Linked DNA regions of Anas platyrhynchos: region 1 is linked to region 2. Evidence: chromatin contacts called from public Hi-C data. All regions are on one chromosome and are shown on one strand. Each heading gives the region's core, a stretch centred on a gene start, on an enhancer-like site or on the middle of the called end of the contact. The rest is flanking DNA. Distances are from core to core; before and after follow the strand shown. Region 1 overlaps FGFR2 (fibroblast growth factor receptor 2). Region 2 overlaps FGFR2 (fibroblast growth factor receptor 2).

Region 1 (4,664 bases), core at 1,972-4,471, 57 kb before region 2:
TTTAACTTAGTTGTCGAAGACGCCACTTTGGAACCCGAAGGTAAATCACTCTAGAGTGCTTATTTCTGCAAAAGAAGTTATTTCGAAATGCCTCAACATCTGAAATTAAAGTCAACACCTTTCTATGCTTTGGTAAATACCAGGCAAGTAACAGACGAGTCCTCAACAGTTATGTTTTCCAACTTCTCCTATTCACGCGCGGGCTATGTTCATGCAAGCATGTGTTTATTTAATCTTGTGCAAGCAAGTGGTGTCAGTGATTTCACTTGGGACTGTCATCACGTTGTATAATCAAAGTGTACAGATGAAAGTTTTCAGGAATGGGTCTTTAAGGAAACCGGTCTGTTGCACTTGTATACCTGTAGCATATTGCTCCGGCAAGGACGCGGCTGGACGTCTTTGTGATTTGAGCTACCTGGAAGGTTAAGAGAGGGGGAAAAAAAAATCACAGTTGCTTTTAATCATGTGCCGTGGTTGTTTAATTTTGCAGGGCACTCTGCAAAAGCAGGTGTCATGGCTTTATTGTTTGTAGCTGGTTGCTACAGGTTTTCCTATTGTTGTCAATATCCAAGAACAACTGGCACGCTGTCTGGTTTGCAAACTCTGGAAGTGCAGATTTGGAGATCTGAACGGCAAGGATAGCAGCTAATTACTGTGAAAGCGAAAACTTGTTGAAACCTTTGCTTTAAAAGAGATGTTTTGATAAAATCTCCTATTTTGAGCCTGCACCTGTTGGTACGTTCCTGTAGGTATATCCCTTCCTCAGACTTTTCAAGTTGTTTTTCTTCTCAGAGCTAAGGAAGGGCTGCTATTTTCATTGTCTTATTGTATTTAAGATTGATTTTACTATGCTGTGGGGGATCTTTTCTGCTCTCTGAACACCTTGGGGGAAAGCGAGGCTTCCTTCATAAGGTTTTTATCCCTCATCGGAAGAGTGCTTACATTTCTAATAACTCAACTGTCAAAACAATGCAATTGTCCATAAAACATTTTTCATCAGGCGAGCGTTCTGGAGAGAGTTTGGCCTTTACACGTTCTGCTACTGATGTCCAGGGATACAGCTTTGTTTTTGTTTAATCCATTTTCATGCAAAACGTATTTGTTTCTATCCACTGCCTCTAAAAATAGACGTCACCAGCTAACGCATTTTTAGAATCTGTTCCAAGTACATTTTTATTGATGGCAGGGGAAGAATTATGTAGAGACGATGAGCCCTCCTCCCTAGCAAGCATTCCTGAAAAAATTAACACAGTATAGCAATATTGTCATCTGTCATGGACAGAGATTGTTGATAGCGAGGCTTTTTTGTTTCTTCCCCTCCCCTTCTGAGGGTAACTTGAGAATTAAAGAAAAAAAAAAAAAGCCCAACTCTCATCACCACTTACCGTATGATTTGTTAATTGCACATCTGGTGCCTTTTTGGCTTTTCAGAGGGATGACAAAATCAGGAATAATTCTGGTTTCAGATTAGCTGCTTGTAGTGAGATCCTCTCGTTTTAGGGTTAAATCAGAAAGAATGTGATTGCATGATTGGTGTAGTATTTTGCAGGGAGAAGAGTAACATTTTTGACTTATGCCTGATAACTTTTCAGGGAAAGAATAGCTCTATTATTTTAAAAAGCACACTTTAAAAATACGCTTCTTCCACAATGAATATCCAGTGGGTGGGAATCTGGGTTTTATCAAAGTGTAAATTGCTAAAAACTATTTAAAACTTCTTCCCTGGGTAGGAATGTTAACTTACATGAGATAATTTTAGACGTGAGAACCTGAATCATTACCAGAAAGGGGAAAAAAGGCTTCTAAGTTAATGGTATAATAAGAGCTTTTATGCTGCAGAATACAGTGAATTGTGTAGGACTTATATCTGAGATTTGGGAAATAAAACCTCCTTTATGTACTTCGTTAGACCCCTTAAAAATAGTCACCTTCTCTGGGTTCCATCACTACCACCCACAAGCTCTCTGAGCTGAAAAGAAAACAAAAAAAAACTTTAAAAATCTCTTCAAAGACAAAGCTGCTTTATTATTATTATTATTTTTAGTTTAGTAAATGCCAAACATTTTGGTCAGAGCTAATTTGAGGGGGGTCAGGTGCTCCAATAATGTGTGTTTTCGGCGGGGCTGCTGACGGTGCAGTCATTAGAGCAGTGACATTTCGGACCAGCTGAGAAGGTCGCCAGGGCTGTGACCTTTTGTGACATATGTTGATCTGTTCCTTCATGGGCATGCCCCGAATTTTGTCTTTTTTTGGTGTTAAGTGCTTTTATTGTTGCTATTTATTGTCTTAGTGAGTCAGAATATTCAAGAAGCCGTATGCACCATTAGCAGGAATTGAGAGCGTGGCTTTTTGTTCTGCTGCCTGCAATAAATAACCTCGGGTTAAAATATGCTGTCGGCTCTTAGCTAAACACAACTTTAGGGATATTTGCAACCATTTCCTTGAGTATCAGGCTACGTACCTCTGTTAGCACAAGCAGTAACTATCTGTTGGGGTAACCGGCTGCGTAGCTGGGTGCACACATGTGTACACAGATAGATAGATACCCCAAAAGATAGTTCCTGCTGTCTTTGGTTACCCACAGTGTATCTGATCCCTTTGGGAGCACGCTTCCCTAAGGTGCTGTCAGAAATTGCTGGATGTGTTGGGCGCCGGGACTGTGACCATTAGCTGTTACTACTCTGGTACCTATAAAAATATTTACCCTGAAGATGGTATCGTGAGCCGTTGTAAATGATAATGTCAATATTGCTATCGCGGACACGCGCTGAATCTGTTTGTTAGTGGTTGTGGTGCTTTCTTTTCTCATGCAGTGATAGGAAAACCCAAGGCTGGTGGGCGGCCAGAGCAGAAACAGGGCCTGCAGGAGCTGGTTTGGGGACTGTCAGCTATCAAATTCTGTCTCGCATCAAGTGTTTACAGCACTAGTTTTTTATCCCAGGGAGCATAAAGACTTTCTGCTTTTAAATATTTAGAAATAAGTCTACCCCGGCGTGTATAAAGGAGCCATTCTCTTTCTGTGTACCCAGCCTGCGAAGGCCTTTGACAGCCAACGTTTCACAAGGGCTTTGACCGCACACATAGGTTGAAGGGTTACTTTGTGAACTGAATAATTAGTTTAGACATATATTTGATAAATAGCAAGCTCTCCCTTGACCTTCCCTTGCCCAGGCTGTGTGTTATCCTTCTGCTGGGCAGCTAATTTAGTCTCTTCCCCCATCCAGTGCCTTGACGCTGTCCTTGGAGCACCCGCTCGGAGCCCTCGCCTTGTGCAATAACAATGTGTTTCAGTTCTTTTAATTTAGGTCAAATTTCAAAGGACTCATTTAAGCTTTCCACAAGGGACAGCCTAATTCCGCGTCCTGTGAAAAAACACGGTAGTTTGAAGTGGCCTTAAATGCGTGTTTGGGAGGCTCCTAGGAGCTGCAGCAAGTGAGACCTTCTGTAATGAGCGGTGTGGTGTGCTTATGCTGGGCTCCAAAGCGAGTAATGCTCTGTCACCCAAGCTTTACCTCCGTTTGTGGACACGGAACAACATATAAACACGTTCAGTGCCATACCCAGAGCAGTACACACATCTTCATTTAAAAAAAAAAAAAGTTGCTTTATCCACAGGAGAGTGCTCAAAGGCTAATGTCTCACGTGGTCCCAGCACAGGCTGGTCGGAGATGCTTCATTAACCATCGTGAGCCACCTGGATGAGGCTGTGGGGTCTTGCGAGGTGTTTCTCAGGCTCCCAGGGACCCTGCAGGGCTACAGCAGGTGTGCCCACTCCAGGTCCTCTCCCTGCCCTGCCACGAGGTCGCAGAGCTGGGAAGAACCAGGATGCTTTCTCCGCTTTGGTAGGGAAAATAAAGCAAAAAATCCACCCAAGATTCTTGTGCAATGTTACTTTTTTTTTTTTTTTAAAGAGCAGTGGCTTTGATATCTGCCCGAGTTATGAGTAACAATTCAAACTGATTAGTTAAATCAGAGGGTGTTTTTTTTTTCCTCCTTTTGTAAGGAAGGGCAATTATCACAGCCCATTACGGAGGAATGTGACACCCGCACAGATTCGGGTTGGATGCCCTCCACAGCTTACATCTCACTAAGTTATTTGGCCCAGTGCAGGAACTGCTAGCTGAGATCGTGGGGAACTGGACAAGCAGCCAGATTAAATCGGTCCAATCCACCATCCTTCAGCAGCTCCACGGGCTGGAGACTAATGAGGCGTGGGTAGGGTTGTTATTTACCAGTGGTGTTGGTGCAAGCTCATGATGTGTCAGCATGGTAACAGTTTGGTAAACTAGCACAAATAACTGGACATTTTAGGCCTATCTGCCATGTTTTAAAATCACAGCTTTTTCTTTTTTTGGGGGGAGAGGGCAGCAGGGGGTAGCTAAGGTTGAAGAACTGGGTGCCTTGAGTGATTTTTGGAGCCTGAAGATTTTCAAACCTGCTGAGTTTTTACCTCTTTTATTTTTATTATTATTTTTTTTTATTTAAACACAGGTATTGATAAAACCCCTAACCAGTGACTGACCCAACGGCAGCATGGTTTTCTAATTTAGAAATAACTCTTCCTTGGCAGAGAGCACGTGGTGAATTTCAGGCTGTAGGAACTTTTTACGGGCAAACTACAAGCCTTCGAAAGCAGAATTAGCCATGAAAATGCTGACAACTCC
Region 2 (4,908 bases), core at 1,764-4,263:
TATTTACTTAAGAATGTAGTTCATTGAAAACTGAGGTACCCCAACTGTTGTGATAGCTTTTTTTGATACTTTCAATATTAAACATTTAGAAAACATGTGAAGGGATATCCTCCATTTTCTACATGGTAACACGCCTGTGACCTTGGTCACTGGCACTGGTGGAAAAAATCAGGGGAGTCTTTGTAAAAACGCCATTTTTAAATTAATAAATGAAAATTTCACTTTAGTATTTCTAGGTGTTGCTATTAAATTTTGTACTGATTTGGAAAAAAGAAATGATGATGCGGAAAGCTAGAAATGAGTAGGAGAGAGCTTATCTGCTCACAGTAGAAGCTGCCCACTACGTATCTGAGGGTGGTGATGTAAATACTCACTTGATTAAAAATAAAAAAATAATTTGATAAATTATAAGAAACATACATTTAAATTCCCTTCTGAGTTGAATGTATTTTAGAATTTTGTTCAGTGGTTTACAGCTCATGGGACAGACTGACAGGGCAGCGATTGCAGTCAGTTTTGTGCTTACGGGGCAGTGTAAATGTAGGAGAAGAGTTCACTCCAAACAAGACTGGAGGTTCAGTCCCTCATACCACTGTTCCTAGCTGGCTTGGTTTTCATGTACTGCTGTTTTTCAGCTTTTGGTCCAAGATTACATCTCTTCCTCTTTTTGTTTTTTGTATCTTGCATTGCAACAACAGGTGTCGGCCGACTCGAGCTCCTCCATGAACTCCAACACGCCTCTGGTGAGGATAACTACTCGCCTCTCCTCTACTGCTGATGCCCCAATGCTGGCAGGAGTCTCGGAATACGAATTGCCAGAAGACCCGAAATGGGAGTTTCCGAGAGATAAGTATGTTGCCCATTTCCCTTAGCACTACCTACGTGCATCTATACAACTTGACTCAGTATGAGAGGGGGCTTCTTTCCAAAGTCTCTCAGGGTTTCTTTAGCTGAAAGAAAATCTCAATTACCTGAACCTTCTCTGAAGATCAAGATCCAATTCAATTATCTGAATTATTATTTTTTTAAATGGAAGATGAATTTTCTCTGCCTGTTGCTCTGATTTATTTTCTGATTTCTTAAAGGGTTTCAGATACTCTGCTGAAATCTTAACTCCTCAGTTAGGAGTGAATCTGAAACTTTATTTTAAAATATATATGATCTAGACTGGGAGAGATACCAGTGTACAACCATAGTTAAAGGGCAGATTTGCCCAAGCATTATCTCTGTACATTAAACCATGTTTTTTAGTTTGGTACATTATTGGTCAATGTTTATAAAATATGTAATAGAATGTCAAGTAGGAGATAGAGAAAGTCTGGAATATGGAATTAGAAAACCTTTTCTTTCACTTAGATCTTATGGAAAGGTTTTTCTGGTGCTTTAGTATTAACCTATATTAGCGGTGATCATTTTTAATTTAGCAGGGCATTTTGCATATTATGTACTTGTGTGTACAATTTCTGTGGTTTAAAAGGACTAGGTTTCAAGCAGAATGTACTGAATTTTGATACATTTAAATTAACAGGGCTAAATAATTCTTTGAAGTCTGTTGAATAACATACAAAATGAGCTGCCGAATAATCAGAGCTATGATCATATTGCTTAATATAAAGTTGGCATGTAAAATAGATAATAGTAATACAGGTAGAGCCAGGATTATATATGAAATCTGATACTAATTTTAAGAAGTCTTTAGGTGGATTTGAGAAACTAACACCTTTTATCATGAACAGTTTTCTTTGAAAGCTCAGCACTGTAACTTTTGGATAGCAGAGCCGTAATTTTGAACCTCCTGACAACTGTTCTGGAAATTATTTTAATTATGTAGCTGAAAATTAGTGCAAAAAGCAGTAATTGCCACCTGCAGGATTCTAGTCAACAGTGGGGGCCTGTATACATACTTCTGTCAGCCCATACCCTTGGGGGATACACTAAATGCGGAAAATTTTAGAGTGCTAAACATTAAAAACCGACATTCAGCACAAATGTAGGTGGAGCAGATTTCCAATGAAAGGAGGCTATTTAGAGGCAGTTTATTAGGTTGGGGGGCAAGAGGCACACAATGAGGGGTTTGTTACTTTAGTCCTAGCAGGGCAATAGCACATAAATTAACCAGTTTCCAATGCAAATGTTTGTTCTCTGCCAAGATCCTAAATTCAATTTCAGTTCTGGATAAAGTGCAGGATGACCTCAGCATAGCATATGCTGCCCTTCAGTCTTTGCACCTTTTTAAACCAGCGTTTGCTTTAGAAACCAATCCAAAACAGATTGAGGAGTTCTCACCACGGCTGAGACCGTGCTTGACAAAGTGTCCGTGGGCTGCCCTGGGGAGGCATCGCCCTTCGCTCCTCTCTCTTCCCTGAGCAGATAAGCAAGGAGGGTTTGCAAACCACTTAGCCTCGGTCTAACAGCCTTCTGCTGGTGGTATGACAACCCCCTGGGATTCATGGGCCAGGACAGAAGTCCGTGCTTTTGGCAACCAGCCCCTACCTGCATTGTATCTGTGAATCCTGCTTTTGACCATGGGAAGCCACGACCATAAGAACTTGGATACGAAAGTGCTTGTCCGAGTCTGGCCCCAGCAGTGGATAACGTTAACTGGATCAAGTTCACTCAGCATTCTCCGTGACATCTGCTTCAGCCCTGCTTCTGGAGTTAAACAATGTTCTTTGTGGCAAAAGGAGACAGAATCTGTGAGCATTGTGCTGGAACAAAAAATAGATCTTGCCTAGAGGCTCCGAAGTTTTTGCTGTATTTTATCTTTTTATCCTCCTGGAGTTGGGATTGAAGTCTGTCTGTTAGAGCTGAGTTTTGCAACCGGAGATGTGCTCCACAAAGTGCAGTGGCATAGGCAGCTGGCCCAGATAGTGAGTGCTCCTCTTAAAAGGGTCTTTACATCAACACAGGATGATAACGGGGCTCCACTTTCCCCCAGTCTGCTTCCCGCTCTGAGCAGAGCCCGGGTGCTGCAGGGAGGAGGCGTCTTCTGCTACCCTCAGCCATGACATCCGTGGCAGCAGCGAGCCTGCAGCCAAGAAACAGACTGTACCAGAGCCAGCTGTGGGCGGATAAAGGCTCCCGTCTCGCCCCTTAAAGGATCAAAGTGCTGGGGAAATGCGTGAAGATGTAAGAAGAGCGATCTTGCTGTGGACGGGGTGGATGCGGAGACGGCAGCGTGTAGGGGACGCCGAGCCCTGCCAAGTGCCTTCACGGCAGCATCCCCCAGGGACAAACCCCTCCCTGCACGCCCATCCCCGGCCTCGTTTCCCCGCTCACCATCGTCCTCCCTCCTCTTTCTCCCAAGAAGGCGGCCCCTGACCTCCTCCTCAGTTTTGGGGAGAGGAGCGGGGTGATAACGGTGTGTGATAACTGCCTGCAGCTGCTGCCTGCTGCACTGCTCTTGCTGCCCTGCGTCATCCCTTCAGCACAGGACATTGTTAAGCAAATGCGTGTGGTTTGCATGCCCAAACAGAAAGCAAGGATGTGAAGTTTGAGCTAAAATTAGGCTATCTGGAAGTATGCTTGACTGTTTCCTCTCTGCTGTTGTACCACAGGAGTTAGTAAAACCTAAAACATCCACCCGGTTTTGATACCACCCTTTGCCATACGAACCATCAGCTGCCTGACAGCAAACACATGGCAGCGTGCACAAAGAAACCATTCTTCCATCTCCTTGCAGTCTACATACAAAGAAGAAAACGATCCACGAGGACATGAGAGGCTGGGGTGCTGCTGCCTGTTCCTGCATCCTAAATTTCGGCTGCAGCCCGATGCTCTCTGCAAGCTCTTCCCCTCCAAGCAGTGCATCCCTCCAGCCAGCCATTGAGCACGGCCTCTCCCGTTACAAGCACAAGGGCAGCTTAAAAGCCGGGTTTAGCAACTGATCTGTCTGTATTAGACACTCCCTGCTCTGTCCCTAAGAAAACAGACCGCAGCATGCGTGAAAGCCGATGCGCGCCGCGCGTCTCATTAGTTCCATATGATAAGCGCTTCGTGCCGCAGCAAGTTGTTGAAAGGTTTTTATATTTAGCTCTGGAATTTCACTGCCTGCGCCCCTGCCCCAGATGCTGTGTGTTAATCTCCTGTTTACACCTCCAGGCTGACGCTGGGTAAACCCCTGGGGGAAGGCTGCTTTGGGCAAGTGGTCATGGCCGAAGCGGTGGGGATTGACAAAGACCGGCCGAAAGAAGCGGTGACTGTGGCCGTGAAGATGCTGAAAGGTAAGAAAATTGTCCGAGCAGGGTCCGAGGCTGCTTTTAGCCACGAAAAGTTTCCTTTGCAGCATCTGAGCTCTGTCAGAGTAGGGGGGTCAGAGTGCACATAGCTGACCTCAGCCTTCGGTGGTTTGCGGTGTAAATCTGGGCTCTTGACAGCCTGTTTATCTTTAGCCGCGAGTATTTGGATGTATTGGCATCGCGTGGGTCTCCCTGCTTTTAGCTGAGTTCAGTTCAGCAGCAGTCCTCGCGTAGATCCTGGAGTAGGTGGTTTTGGGGTCTGTTTGCTTTGAATTTAATTATAAAGCTAGCTTTTAGGAAAGGCACGGTTATTACGGGTTGATAGTTAAAGACAGCATTTTTATGTCTTGTATTACTGACTCTTAACATATGACTGAAGAGGCAGTCAGTCCATCAAAGAGGCAGAGATTTTTCATTAGGGCATAACACATGACTTTGTATAATGCACAGTGTATAGCAGGAAACAGATCGCATATTCTACATTTTGAAGCACACACTTTATAGCAGCTGGTGAGCCTTAGAGAAGCTGGCACGATAGGAAATATGAACTGCACCTGTGTCTTGTGCAGATGATGCTACAGAAAAGGATCTGTCGGACCTGGTATCAGAGATGGAGATGATGAAGATGATTGGAAAGCATAAAAATATCATCAATCTTCTTGGCGCCTGT

The links. Hi-C and Micro-C count contacts between places; a contact is called where the count stands out from the background.
Region 1: a contact with region 2 is called in a Hi-C map of F5 follicle, with 2.0 times the contacts expected there. The contact joins two enhancer-like sites. A contact is called at or near these places in 2 of 8 Hi-C or Micro-C datasets (F5 follicle and small yellow follicle).

What each region holds. Positions count from the first base shown.
Region 1 is chr6:36,497,993-36,502,656 of IASCAAS_PekinDuck_T2T, reverse strand. It overlaps FGFR2 (fibroblast growth factor receptor 2), which reads left to right. Exons shown (of 18, transcript XM_072039854.1): 2 at 1-40. Among named protein-coding and RNA genes, the nearest start is that of FGFR2, 21 kb to the left of the region's middle. Within about 2 kb of position 3,221, at least 4 of the 8 cell types and tissues checked have an H3K27ac peak or open chromatin away from gene starts, as enhancers often do. A contact at or near this core is called in F5 follicle and small yellow follicle, where this site is marked.
Region 2 is chr6:36,440,241-36,445,148 of IASCAAS_PekinDuck_T2T, reverse strand. It overlaps FGFR2 (fibroblast growth factor receptor 2), which reads left to right. Exons shown (of 18, transcript XM_072039854.1): 10 at 700-850; 11 at 4,102-4,223; 12 at 4,808-4,908. Among named protein-coding and RNA genes, the nearest start is that of FGFR2, 79 kb to the left of the region's middle. Within about 2 kb of position 3,013, at least 4 of the 8 cell types and tissues checked have an H3K27ac peak or open chromatin away from gene starts, as enhancers often do. A contact at or near this core is called in F5 follicle and small yellow follicle, where this site is marked.